Regions from separate parts of the Xenopus laevis genome. Here region 1 is linked to region 2. Evidence: chromatin contacts called from public Hi-C data. All regions are on one chromosome and are shown on one strand. The core of a region is the stretch at or near the end of the contact, and the rest is flanking DNA. Distances in the headings are between cores, read along the strand shown.

What was found. A called contact is a pair of places that touch in the nucleus more often than the background predicts.
Region 1: a contact with region 2 is called in a Hi-C map of animal cap, with 4 times the contacts expected there. The contact joins the promoter of col1a2.L here to the enhancer-like site in region 2. A contact is called at or near these places in 3 of 4 Hi-C or Micro-C datasets (the XL177 cell line, the XTC cell line and animal cap).

Annotation. Positions count from the first base shown.
Region 1 is chr6L:32,774,880-32,781,440 of Xenopus_laevis_v10.1, forward strand. col1a2.L (collagen type I alpha 2 L homeolog) reads left to right here and starts at 4,284. Exons shown (of 51, transcript NM_001087258.1): 1 at 4,284-4,456. The coding sequence starts at 4,387.
Region 2 is chr6L:32,741,111-32,747,681 of Xenopus_laevis_v10.1, forward strand. No RefSeq gene overlaps it. Among protein-coding and RNA genes, the nearest start is that of col1a2.L, 35 kb to the right of the region's middle. Within about 2 kb of position 2,926, at least 1 of the 7 cell types and tissues checked has an H3K27ac peak or open chromatin away from gene starts, as enhancers often do.

The DNA.
Region 1 (6,561 bases), core at 3,034-5,533, 35 kb after region 2:
GTCTCTGGAAGCTTCTTTCTAGGATGCAGAAGCACCAAATTTGTCAGTCACCTTGAGTCTCTGATCCATAGAAATATCATGGATCCTCTCTATTACCTTTTGTATTCTTCTATTTTGTTGGGTAGAAGAATAGAAAGGTTTGTTATGTGCATCTTAATCAAAGACTATTGTGGGTCCCGATTGCTGTTTTGCTTATCTTATAAATCCATTAAATGGAATGCCTAGACCATTACATGACATTTTTCTAGCACCTCAGTTCCACTGGTCACCCCTTGCCAGGTTTATGGTACTTTTAGGAAAGAACACTAGAGTGATTGATAAGCTGCATATGATGCCCTGCCAGCACAGGACAGGGAACCTCAGTACTGAAATAACTGCACAGTGGGGTTCTATATACCAACACTGTGTGTAGAGAATTCAGAGTTAAATCTGACCCTGTGATTTTTGGCCTCCCAATCCTTAGCTATAAATGTATATTCCTTGTTGCCAGCACCAGAAAATCTCCATCCACCCAATGCATATGGAATAGTGTTTAACCCAGCAGTCCCCACCTCCACCTCCCACTCCATGTCTCTGCATTCCTTTTAAGATAGAGCCTGGAAGGCTAGAGATCAATGTTAACTCCATCCATCAAGGCTGCAGTTTTATTGGAGCATAGAGATAGCCAAGGGGCTGTGTCACTCTGCAACATGTGAAACCTAAAACTCTTACTTGTGAGGTATTTTAAGGGGTAATTAATTTGTGCGATTTCAATGTTTAGAGCTTTGAAATTGTTATTTTACTAATTGAACGCAAAGTGAAATTGTACAAATACTCAAGGAAGCTCAGGGATAGACAAGAGAAAATGAAATGGAGGGAAAAATATAAATTTCCAATATAGTGTAGTAGGTTAGTTTGTTTTTTCAACACCCTTTTGTGTGAGGTTGCTTTTATCTACACATTCGCGTGAATAGCCAGCTCTTTCATTCAGCAGGATCCAGTGACATTCGTTTTTTATCCTTCTGTAATCCGCCACCAAAAATGGTTGGGTACTTACAGACGTTTTATATAGATTGGAGCATGTCAGCCATTGATATCGTCCAGATTCCCTTCCGGATTAACTAGAAGAGATGCGCTTCTAATAGTGTAAAATCGCTTTAATATACATAAATTTTTTTTTAAAAGTTACACTCATAAAACCAGAAATAAGGCGCTTGATAGTCTTTCCAGACGCTAGTGTGGTTGTCCAGTTTGCTGTGTTCCGGAACGGAGTCGCTTGGGCAGGTACCTCGTGTTTCACACAGCGTATGTCTTCCTGGACTCACTCTTGATGACAGCACTCCGCCCTGCCTGACGCGTTTCGTCACTTCCGACATCTTCAAAGGCTTCTATCGTTCCGGCAGCACATCTCCATAAATTGCACTGGTATTGCTGAAGAAGAGGATGCAAAAGTGAACTTCACCTTGTATCAAACAATGACCGAGGAAATTGCAAGGGGTGGTCTTCTCTGAGCATCTATCCTGTTTCTTCAAAAAGTATGAATAAATGCCATTTTCTATGCTGAAATCCAGCTGTTTAACAGTTTTTCTCTTTCTGTATCGTTTGTTTTTCTCGTGATAAACCTTTTTCTTCCTGAATTGAATCTGGCCCATAGTGTGGTGCCTTTTTGTCAAAAGTTCCCTATGCAATACATTTAGATAAAATGAAAAGAGAAGATTATTTTCTTTCTTTTCATAAGTTTTCGTCAGGTAACGGCCCATTAATATTGCTAGCAACACTTACTTTTTGCCATCATTTCTTAAAATGATTGGTAAGCAGATAAGATGCTTTGCAGGGTGGCAATAAAATCTGCCTATGGATGGCCAGTTTTAGAAGGATATTCTTTGTAAACTTGTGCCGCAAAACACATATCAATACAGTTTTTGACAAAAACACTATGCGAAAACGACAATAAAACAGTAACAGAAATTCGTCCATTTCTTGCATTCGCAAAAATCAACATTGCAATGAATTGAATTCTGAAAGACTTTGCATAACTTTTTGTAGGTAAAGACATATTTGGTTTATCATAACTTTAAAACATTGTATTGTATTTGGATGTCCAAGCTGCACCCCTCAGGCTGCAATTCAGCAAAAACTGGTGGGCCACCAATGGGGCTTTCCTGTGCTGATGTGTATTCCTGTGCTGATGAAATATGTAAATTGTTGTACAGTACGTATTGTCCTTGGTGTTTGAATTAAAGCTTTTTTTTTTTTTTACAAGAACACCCTCTGATGCTCTGGGCACAGGGACATTGCAGCCTGTGCCCACCTATAGAAACCAATCAGCAGGTAGCATTTACTGGTCATCTGTTTAAAAGCAAATATATATGAGTTTACTGAACCCAAAATGTTATGCCTCAGACCAGTCCAGTCAATGTTTTTTAAACTTTTCCCCATTGAAATGAACTGGTTAGTGCTGCTCACTATGTGCAGGGTATTTGCCCTTAAATGGATGCCCTAAAGACCTCCCTAAAGAACTTCTGAAATTTTTATTTTTCGGGGTAGTAGATAAATTCAAGCGACTCTAAAATAAGGAATCCACGAAGCAGGGGTGGAACAATGGTAATTCAACATGGACAGTACTCAGTGAGTAAGGAGCAGCCACGTCCTCTGTGCTCGGGGTTTTGCTGCAATGGGGGAGACATGTTGGAGCAGGTCTGTGTCTGGGCCGGAATGTGTGTCTGACAGTGGGGAGAAATATGAATATAGCTGGAGGGGGCTGCCTCATTCCCCAGCTGCACAGCCATGCCTCCCCCCTCTGCATCTCACTTAAAGGAAAGAGGGGAGGCTGGAGGTCTTCTCTCACACACCCATTACTGTAACACAATAGCTTCCCATTGTCCTGTCATGATCACTGTGTTCTCATGGACATGGGAAATGTTCAAGAGTTCTGGGGCTCCTCACTGCTCCCCAACTTCTCTCACTTTTCTCCAGAGACAGAGCCCAATCCCGTGAATCCATTATACTCCTCTCCTTCCCCTCTGTACAAAAGCTGCTCTGGAAAATCTCATCGCACAGCTGGTATTGTGGGATGTGGGGGGGGGGGTTGTATGACTGAAACAGGCAGCGCAGCAATGTGTTTGGGAGAATGGAAAGAATTAAAGCTGTAACTTTGTGGGGCTGTGTCTTCGTATTTACATGTGTGTGGCTGTGTGTTCATATGTGAGTGTGTGTGGCTGTGTGTTCATATGTTCATTTGTGGGGCTGTGTGTTTGTATGTATGTTTGTGGGGCTGTGTGTTCGTGTGTGTGCATGTGTGTGTGGCTGTGTGTTCGTATGTTCATTTGTGGGACTATGTGTTATGTGTACATGCGTGTGTGGCTGTGTGTTAGTATGTACATTTGAGGGGCTGTGCGTTCGAGTGTGTACATGTGTGTGTGGCTGTGTGTTCGTATGTTCATTTGTGGGACTGTGTGTTATGTGTACATGTGTGTGTGGCTGTGTGTTTGTATGTACATTTGTGGGGCTGTGCATTCGAGTGTGTACATGTGTGTGTGGCTGTGTGTTTGTATGTACATTTGTGGGCCTGTGCGTTCGAGTGTGTACATGTGTGTGTGGCTGTGTGTTGGTATGTACATGTGTGGGGTGTGTAGGGCTGTGTGTTTGAATGTAAACTTTTGGGGCTGTGTATATATATATACATGTGTGGGGTGTGTGGGCTGTGTGTTGGTATGTATGTGTGGGGCAATGTGTTTATATGTACCTGTGCATGTGTGGGGCTGCCTTAGTTGGTGTAAGGAGAGGTAGACAGTGGGGTTGCCACCTTTTCTAGAAAAACATGTCTTCTATGCCTCCTTATATTCGTCCTCCTTATAAATAACATTGGCATCAAGCAGCATTTTTACAGGCCAGGGTGATACAATAGCTGTCAGGTGTAACTCAACAAGACAGGTAACCTGCAGCAGGTAGGACCCAGATAACTCCAGCAATGAGCCCACCAGCACCACCCCAAGCACAGCAATGTAGCTTGGGGAGAACCACTTTGGGAAGGGGGGAAAGAGACAGTTATTTTTTTGACTGGTGTCCACGTCTTCAGAAGAATGGAACTAATTTAACAACAGCGCTTCGTCATCACTTCCCTTGTCCTGCCAGCATCAAGCTGAGGAGATGGGGAGAACAAGACCTCCCGCCAAGGGTGCGGGTGGGCGGAGCTGCGGGCGAATGCGCTCTGCCATTGGCTGGGAGGCTCCCGATGACTCGCTGCAGAGGGAACCTCCTGCCGAATAAATGGGTGCAGACTGTTTCATGCGATTAGAGTCGCGGGCGGCGGGTTTGCTGAAGTTTGGAATTACCCGTTAAGAAGTGTATGAAAGCACAGCGCAAGCCTTAAGAACCACAAGGAGTCTGCATGACTAGCCGCTAGCCATGCTCAGCTTTGTGGATATGCGGACTGTGCTGCTACTCGCAGTCACCCTATACCTAGCAACATGCCAATGTAAGTGCCCGCTGTATGTATGTATGTATGTATGTATATGTATGTATTAATGTATGTATATTTATGTATGTATGTATATGTATGTATTAATGTATGTTGCCTATACAATAATGTATCCCAAATAATTACTCGCTAAAGTGCTGTCTGGGTGTCCAGCTGCACCTCCCACCAGTGTTTTCTGGGAGTTATAGTCCAACATTAGCTAATAAAACCCATTAGTGGGTAGGGGAGTAGGTGGGTGTATGGCCCTAGTTTGGGCAGTAGGGTGTCAGCTCAGGGCAGTGGGAGATGCAGCTGGGACGTTATTGATGTCAAACCCCAGGGATGCACAGAACAAAAGTTTTTGGTACTTGGCTCCTCTTGGAAGTCAGGGCGTTGCACTTGCATTGTCTCTGCCTCAAGCCATAGAGCGGGCGCCCTCTTGTGTCTCTTACACGACACTGCACTGGGACCTTGCGCTGATGCTTCTTGTTCCATATATGGACACATCAGAGTGGCTTTTCTTTTTTTAATATCGGATGTTTGATCAAATGACTCCACTGAGACTTCTTTTTCTATAATAACACACGTACATGGATGGCCTTGATTCGTGTGTTTTTTTTTTACATATCCCTGCAAAATACAAACAAGATACAAGGAAAAACAGAAATGATTGGCAGAGAGAGAGAGAAAAAAAGTAGTAGAGATGTTTAGAGAGGCTGCTGGGTAGAAAAGCTAACAGCCCAGAATGATTTTTCTATTAAATTACTATATTTATAATATATAACCCCCATGGATTCCAAATGTTTTTCAACTTAACTTAACTTAAATCACTATATTTATAATATATAATATGTTTTTGAAATGTTTTTCAACTTAACATAACTTAACTGTCAGTGTTAAGTTATCATATCTGTGCCATTAGATGGGACCTCTGCTACTCCCCCCCCAATTTTCTGCCTTGTTCTTTTATAGAGGCTTATGTCCTCTTTTATAGAGGTCTGTGTCCAGTCTCACCCACTATGTAATATACAGAAATTTACATTATACTTAGAGTGTCTTTAAATGACAATGTACAGGGACAACCCAATGCTGTAGCTCTTAATGGGCATTTTGCCAGACATATCTTTACCCCCTGCTAAACTGCCAGGTGGGCTAGCGTTGCAATGACCATGGAGATTGGCTGCGCCCACTGGTGGCCAAATCTCATAATAACATTGAGTTTTCCTTAAAGGGGGTTGTTCACCTACAAATAACTAGTTGTTTTCAAATAGATCACCAGAAATAACGACTTTTTCTAATTACTTTCTATTTTCTATGTGTCACCGTTTTTCTAATTTTGAATTGTAAAGTGTCATTTTTCCCCTTCTAAAGCAGCTCTGGCAAAGGGAGTCGCCGACCCTGTAAACTGTTCTTAACTGATACATTTAGTGGATACATTTCTTGTCTTTGTCCCTGCTGAGCAGAATCTCTGGGTTTCATTACAGAATTGATACAATAGTGGCAAATACTCCAGAGATGCTGCTGAGAAATGTATCAACTACATGTTGCCAAATTGTAACAGTTCAGAGTCTGCACCTGAATTACTGAGCTGCCAGATTCAAACACCAGAGACAGGAACATTCAACTTTAAACTTACATTTTGGAAAAACAGTAAAAAATAAATAATGGGAAGTAATTGAAAAAAGTCTTTATTTCTGGGGAACAATCTGAAAACAACTGAACTAAAAAAAAAGTGTTTGGAAGGTGAACAACCTCTTTAATAATAAGTTTCCGTTTGCCATTAGAAACATTTGTACAAATGATGCCACTTTTTGATTTTTTGTGATTAATTATTGTAGTGGAAATTAAAGTAGTGTAATTTCACTACTCCATTTAAGTACAGGTCCCATAAAAGGGTATTCATTCCTTCTGGTTGCTGGCAGATTCTTATTTAAAGCCCACTGCATTATTAAATATATCAATGAATTTATGTAGTGCAAATAGAACAGCAATAATCACTGATAAGTGCAAGTACAGTTTGCATTAAGGCAGTAACGCGTCAGGCTGTAGACTGTGGGCTTAGTATATTTTAATCATGTTATAATTATAATTGTAATATTTTGCAGTGCGGAATGTTTTTGTGA
Region 2 (6,571 bases), core at 1,676-4,175:
TACAGTCTTGTTTATATGCTTATAATTATATAAAATAAGTATGTCCATTCCTGAGAGTGAAGCATTTGTAGCAGTTATATTATTTAATACTATATGCCCAGCTTGCATTGCTTAAACTATTACTGAACTATAACCCACAGTGAGAGCCTTTTTCTCTCGGGGATTGTTTGGAATTCAACAGCTTGGACTAACACCTTGGTGGTGGGGGGGCTCCATATACAGGCCTTGGACCACAGGTACATTGCTTATTATAATACACACGTTTTGTAACATCAGTGACAGCACTAAACACTAACGGTGCCATACACGGGCCGATAAAAGCTGCCGACAGACCGTGTCGGCAGCTTATTGGCCCGTGTATGGGGCCCCCGACGGGCTTCACCAATCGAGATCTGGCCGAAAGTTGGCCAGATCTCGATCGGATGGGACAAAAAATCCCGTTGGTTCGGGGCCGCATCTATTCGTTGATGCGGTCCCGCGATCCGACCGCCCGTTAGGCATCATTAGGATAAGATCGTTGGGCCCTAGGGCCCACGATCGGATCAGCCCAATATTGCCCACCTCAAGGTGGGCATATTGGAGGGAGATCCGCTCGTTTGGCGACATCACCAAACGAGCGGATCTCTCCATGTATGGCCACCTTAAGTATAAAAGATTCCATTGCTATGATGTATAGGATATGTATATTTTACAGCAACGTACAGGGACCTCCTTCCCACTGTGTCTCTTATCACATAGCACTTATGCTCTTTGTCCTGATATGAATTCTGTGTATATTTATTGTGTGATTTGTCTTCCCCGTGTATACTTTTATATATATTGTACTTTTTTGCATTCTACAGAGCTGCAGCCCCTTTACAGCCCTTTAAAAATAAAGTTATACATTCATACATACATACATACATTGAGTATCCTGCATCCAAAAAGGCATGATCCATGTACAATGATTGCTGTACTTGGAGGGGAGGGCAGTTTACATTGGTGATCCATACTGTCGGGTCTTTCCTCTGCTCCCAAGTCCTAACCCTATCCCTATGCCTACTACTGCATCTATATATATATATATATATATATATATATATATATATATATATATATATATATATATAAATAAAACTGGAGTGCTGGTCCATTCTGCACATTATAATTTGACCTAGCACTATTGAATAGTTAGCAACCAGTGAATAGTTTGCTTTCGTTGTTCACCCTGCAGATGGCTGAAGAAAGCTAATCACAAATTGGTTGCCTAGGTGCAAATTTGCCAGTCTTTATATATGATCTTCATAATCACTGGGGGTGGCAAATGTTAGGAACCCCCAGTGATTATAATCACTTACCTGATACACTGTGCTAGGGCTCCTTTTAGCAGAAAACTCCACCGGCCTGGGGTTTGGGACAAAGGCAAATTTTAAGCAAAAAGCAATCTTATTTACTCTACTGCTCACACTTCAGCCCCCAGCAGAAGGAAGAAGAAGCAGAATGAAAAGATACACTGGGCTGGTGCAGTTTTCCGTGATATCAAATAACACTTAGTACCCCCTCAGGGATTTAATGGGGTGGTGCTTTAAGTTAACTTTTAGTATGTTATAGAATGGCTAATCCTAAGCAACTTTCCAATTTGGCCTTTTTTATAGGTTTTTTTATTAGTTACCTTCTTCTTCCTTCCTCATACTAAAAGTTAATTTAAAGATGAACAAGCCCTTTCATTTCTTATTGGAAGAGATGTGTATTTGAACAATATCCATTTCTTTTTTTTACTCTCTTCTGTTCCCTTTAATGGAAAAAAATTATAAAAAAAAAAGATAACATTGTAATATCTGGTACTAATTTTGACTTATGCCTGTTGCCTATTTTCCCTTTTTCCCTATGTTTTTTCCCCCTGATGTCATTGGGTGTGGCACATGTTTTTCCTCAATAAGAGTAGCGTTCCAGATGTAGAAGTGAGCGCCAGTGTTGCCGGCACAGAAGATATGTGGGTAGAGGCCATGGAGGTTACATTGAGCAGCTCTACCCCTCAGTACAAGGCTTTATCATTATTATTATTATTTTATTATTATAAATGCTTTACTGGACCTGATAACTGATCTGTATAATTAGCATGTTCCACTTGCAAGGTATCTGAGGGTCTGAGAAAGAAACACTATGTATTAAGTAACCCAGTCTGAGACGCTAGCCTTAACTTTGCAGTGACCATTTACTAAGTATAGGGAGGAAAGGGTCACCTATAAAGCACTTTTGTTGTTTCAGTATCCCCCAGCTGCTTTACTCTCTCACATATATACACAATTAGAACACTAGAGGGTTCCTGTGAACTAGTTTTGCTCTCATGGTGTGATTTATCTGGCCAGCACAATTGCAGACTGGAAAAGACAAACAAATCTTGGCAACAGAGCATTAACTCCCAAAACCACATACAAAAAAAAGAACTAAAAGAAGGCAAGGAAAACGGGTGTCTGTCTTTAAAAAGAAATTTCTACGTGGCATTTCTCGTCTCTACGTATAGAATATAGTCTTGGCCAAACTCCATAGTTTTAAGGGTTCTAAGAGGAAATTTTAATAAAAAACTAATTTTGTCATACCCTTGTTACTTTAGAATAATTATTCGTTAACAGGGATTAATAAACTAGCTGCCATAGAGGTTTCCTCACTAGGTCAGTCAGATAGTGTCCCCCAAGCTCTTGTTGGAATACAGGCAAACAATAGAGGTGCAAAGGATGCAGGGAGTCGTGACGTTCCTGAGATACTGTTTGGGTTAAAGCACACTGGCATGTCGTGGCTCTGGAAGGATCAGCGAACACTAAAAAGAGAGGTTTTATTAGGTTTGTTCTATAACAGGAGCATAATTGAAACATCAGCACTGTGTTTGGAGCAAACTTTAGAAAGCTAAAGCCAACAGTGAAGACACTGCCTTTGTCTGATTTTAGGTTCCCTTTACCCTGATGCTCAGCATTCTGCCTGCTTTGTTCATGTATGTCCTGCCCTGGGGCTTATATATAGAGAAGCCAAAAATACTGTAGTTGTTGGGGGGAGGGGTGGTAAGAACTTCCACCTCCATACATCATGCAATCCCCTATTTGAACCCCCCATGTCCTGTGGGTGTGGGTTGTGTGGAGGCATCCATAGTCACCGCTTTGATTACTGTAGTGAGACATACCTCCCAACATTAGAAAATAGAAAGAGGGACAAAAAGATTTGCGAATCTTTGCAATTTTTTTTGACCACGCCCATTTTATGTCCACACACCTCTAAATACCACATCTATTTTACAAAATTTGGCAGCTTGTGGAAAGTTTGAACACATTTCTGGGGGTTTTAGGGTCAGGTTTTATGTGTTATTACAGTTTTGCTAATGAAGGTGAGTTGCCTTTTAAGCTGCACGTCATGTTTCCCCAAGAGACCTGCTTATCTTAAATAGTTACAAGTGTATCTTTGCTAATCTTAAATTGTTACAAATGTTTCTAAGGTTATGGGCACACAGTGTCAGTGTCATATTTTTTGCAGACTGAGAGAAGCAGAATTTGCTCAGTGCCCCTGTTCCATTGATTTGAATCCGATCAGCCTGTGTGCGGTCCTACACTGCGGACAGTGTGTGTTCCATTGAATTCAATCAATGGAGCAATCTGCTTCTCTCAGCCTGCAAAAATACACAGGCTAACAAGTCATTGAGAACAGCCTGTGTGCTAGAGATGTGCGGGCCGACCCGAGGCCCGCGGGACCCGCAGGTCGGACGGGTTCGGGCCGGCCCCTGGACACACCCCTAATTACCATGTCCATTTTACAGTAGTTGGCAGGTTATGAAAGTTTGAACACATTTCTGGGAGTTTTAGGGACATGTTTTATGTTTTTATGTTTTACAATTTTGCTAATGAAGGTGGAATTGCCCTTTAAGTCAAGTTTAAGTTTGAGTCACATTTCTCCCAAGAGACATGCTTATCTTAAATATTTACAATTGTATCTTTGCGTATCTCAAATAGTTACAAATGTATCTAAATGCAGGTGCTGAGTGTTGTGGGCTCTCTGACAAAAAGCCTCTTATTTAATAAATCTCAGAAACTTTGTATCTTTTTCTGTGACGTCAGTGCAGCAGATCAAACAGAAACTCGGGATATTTCAGTAAAAAACCTGGGAAACGGGCTGACCTGTCAAAACGGGGAGGTATGAAACAGTGTGGGACCTATTATCCAGAATGCTCAATACCTGGGGGTTTTTCAGATAACGGATTTTTCCTAAGTCTAAAAAATCATTTAAACATTAAATAAACTCAATAGGCTGGTTTTCCTTCCAACAAGGTACTGGTTTACTTTTACAGAGAAAAAGAAAATCTTTAAAAAATTTTAATTATTTGGATAAAATGGAGTTTGTGGGAGATAGCCTTTCTGTAATTTGGAGCTTTCTGGATAATGGGTTTCCAGATAATGGATCCCATATCTGTAATAAGAATATGGATGTCATGAATAGTACAGGCGCATGGATAAACTGATGGTGATGTTCTATGACATATTACAATCAATCCTTTTGGTTCCAATTGAGACAAACATTTCAGTATCTAACTCTAGGACTGTCGCTTGGTGTTGCCACGACCACACTTTTGTTGCAATTTAACTAAATACAACGTGATGAATTGTGATCAGGCATCAGTAGGATTTTAGGTCAACTTAAATTGAAATTAAATTCCCAAGCATTGCACCCATAACTGGGGTTCCCTCTTACAGGGGAGCACGACTGTATTAAGAATGGTCAGTGGGGCAGAAGGGAGGCCTCTGCAGGGGACCATGGTCATGTAAATGGGTTTAGTTCTCCTTTACATCTGTGCCCTTAGCGGCAGTGATCCCCAACCAGTAGCTTGTGAGCAACATGTTGCTCTCCAACCCCTTGGATGTTGCTCCTAATGGTCTCAAAGCAGGAGCTTATTTTTGAATTCCTGGCTTGGAGGCAAGATTTGGTTGTATAAAAACCAGATGTACTGCCAAACTTAACCTCCTGTAGGCTGCCAGTCCACATAGGGGCTACCAGTAGCCAATCACAACCCTTATTTGGTTCCATCCAGGAACATTTTTCATGCTTATGTTGCTCCCCAACTCTTTTTACATCCGAATGTTGCTCATGGGTGAAAAAGGTTGGGGATCCCTTGCTTAGCCATACTGGGCAACACTGGGACAACTTTTCTGGGTTCATAAACAAATGTTTTTCAGTTTGGCTTCACTTTTGGTTTGGTATTTGGCCAAATCATTTGTAGAGGATTCAGATGAATCTAAAAAATATGAATTTGGTGCTAACATTTTGCCACTGCAACTATTTAAGTAAAGGAGCCACTTACCGATCATGATGTGGAATTTAGTTACATAGCCAAAATCTGCAGCTTGGGGAGTCAAAGCCATGGCACACACTGATGTCTGTTTCAATCATCTTATTCACAGACCATTGGGTACAAGGCAACTTCCGGTATAAAATTAGGGCTGGTCTAACCTAGACAAGAGGCAGTGGTGTAACTTTTGGGGCTCATGGCCCCCCGCAAAAATGTTATCTGCTCCTCCACCCAGCCTTGGCAATTTCAAGTGCTCCCCTACAGGCCCCGAAACAGAGGATACAAACCTGCCACTCCCACAAAAGGTAAAAGGACACTCTTGCACAACATTACCCAAAAAATCAATGCACCTAATACACCACACAGCACTGTCTGATCTCCAGGCATCGTGGTGTAAGAAAACGGCCTATTTATCAATTATAAATATATGTTTAAACAATATATGCAAATATGATCTCTGTGTAGAAGATCATTTGTGGAACAAGAAAAGCATATGGAATTTATGTACTTGTGGCAGACACATCTAAGGCAATGACTACACAGGGAAAAAATCTCTGCTTGGGAGAAATATCATGGTGCTGGCGCAGGAATGTGCTGGTGTGGGAGCGTGCGGCCAGTGTGCTCATAATTCAAATATAAAATCATCTAATGTACTTGCTGTAAGAAAAGTAAGTTAGATATAGTGAACACAAGGAAATCACGAGCAAGTCCAAAATAGGATACAGTGAAACCTCAGTTTTACATCCCCCTAGTACCCCTAGATGTGCCACAATGAATATATAACTGCAGCTTTGTCACAAGAGATTTTCAGGAGTCACCCTGTATCAGGTCCTCCCACAGTAACAGCTCGGTCTCCCCATCCCAATAATTTGCATCTGGACAATGAAACAAAAAAGCCTAAACCTCACCCAAAAATATAACTCTAATTCAGGCGGCAGTGGCCAGACTTCTGCCACATCTAATTTATGCTGTAGCACTAAACTGCTTTATGACAAAGTCTAAATGAAGATGATGAGACAGTCAATAAAAATACGTTTTGATGTTTAGATCTGATTTGCATTTCAAAAAGAGACCAACCATAAATCTTGCGTAAAAAGGCCATGAAATTGATTGGCAGTGAAAGAGTTAACACGGCGCAGATGATTTCATCGGGTGGAAATCTGAACTGCTGGAAATCATTTTTGTATGGTTTTAAATGTATAAATGTGACCTTTTTATAAAATACTTAGAGAATTGTCTATAGCGCAATTGTTTGTCATTATTTAC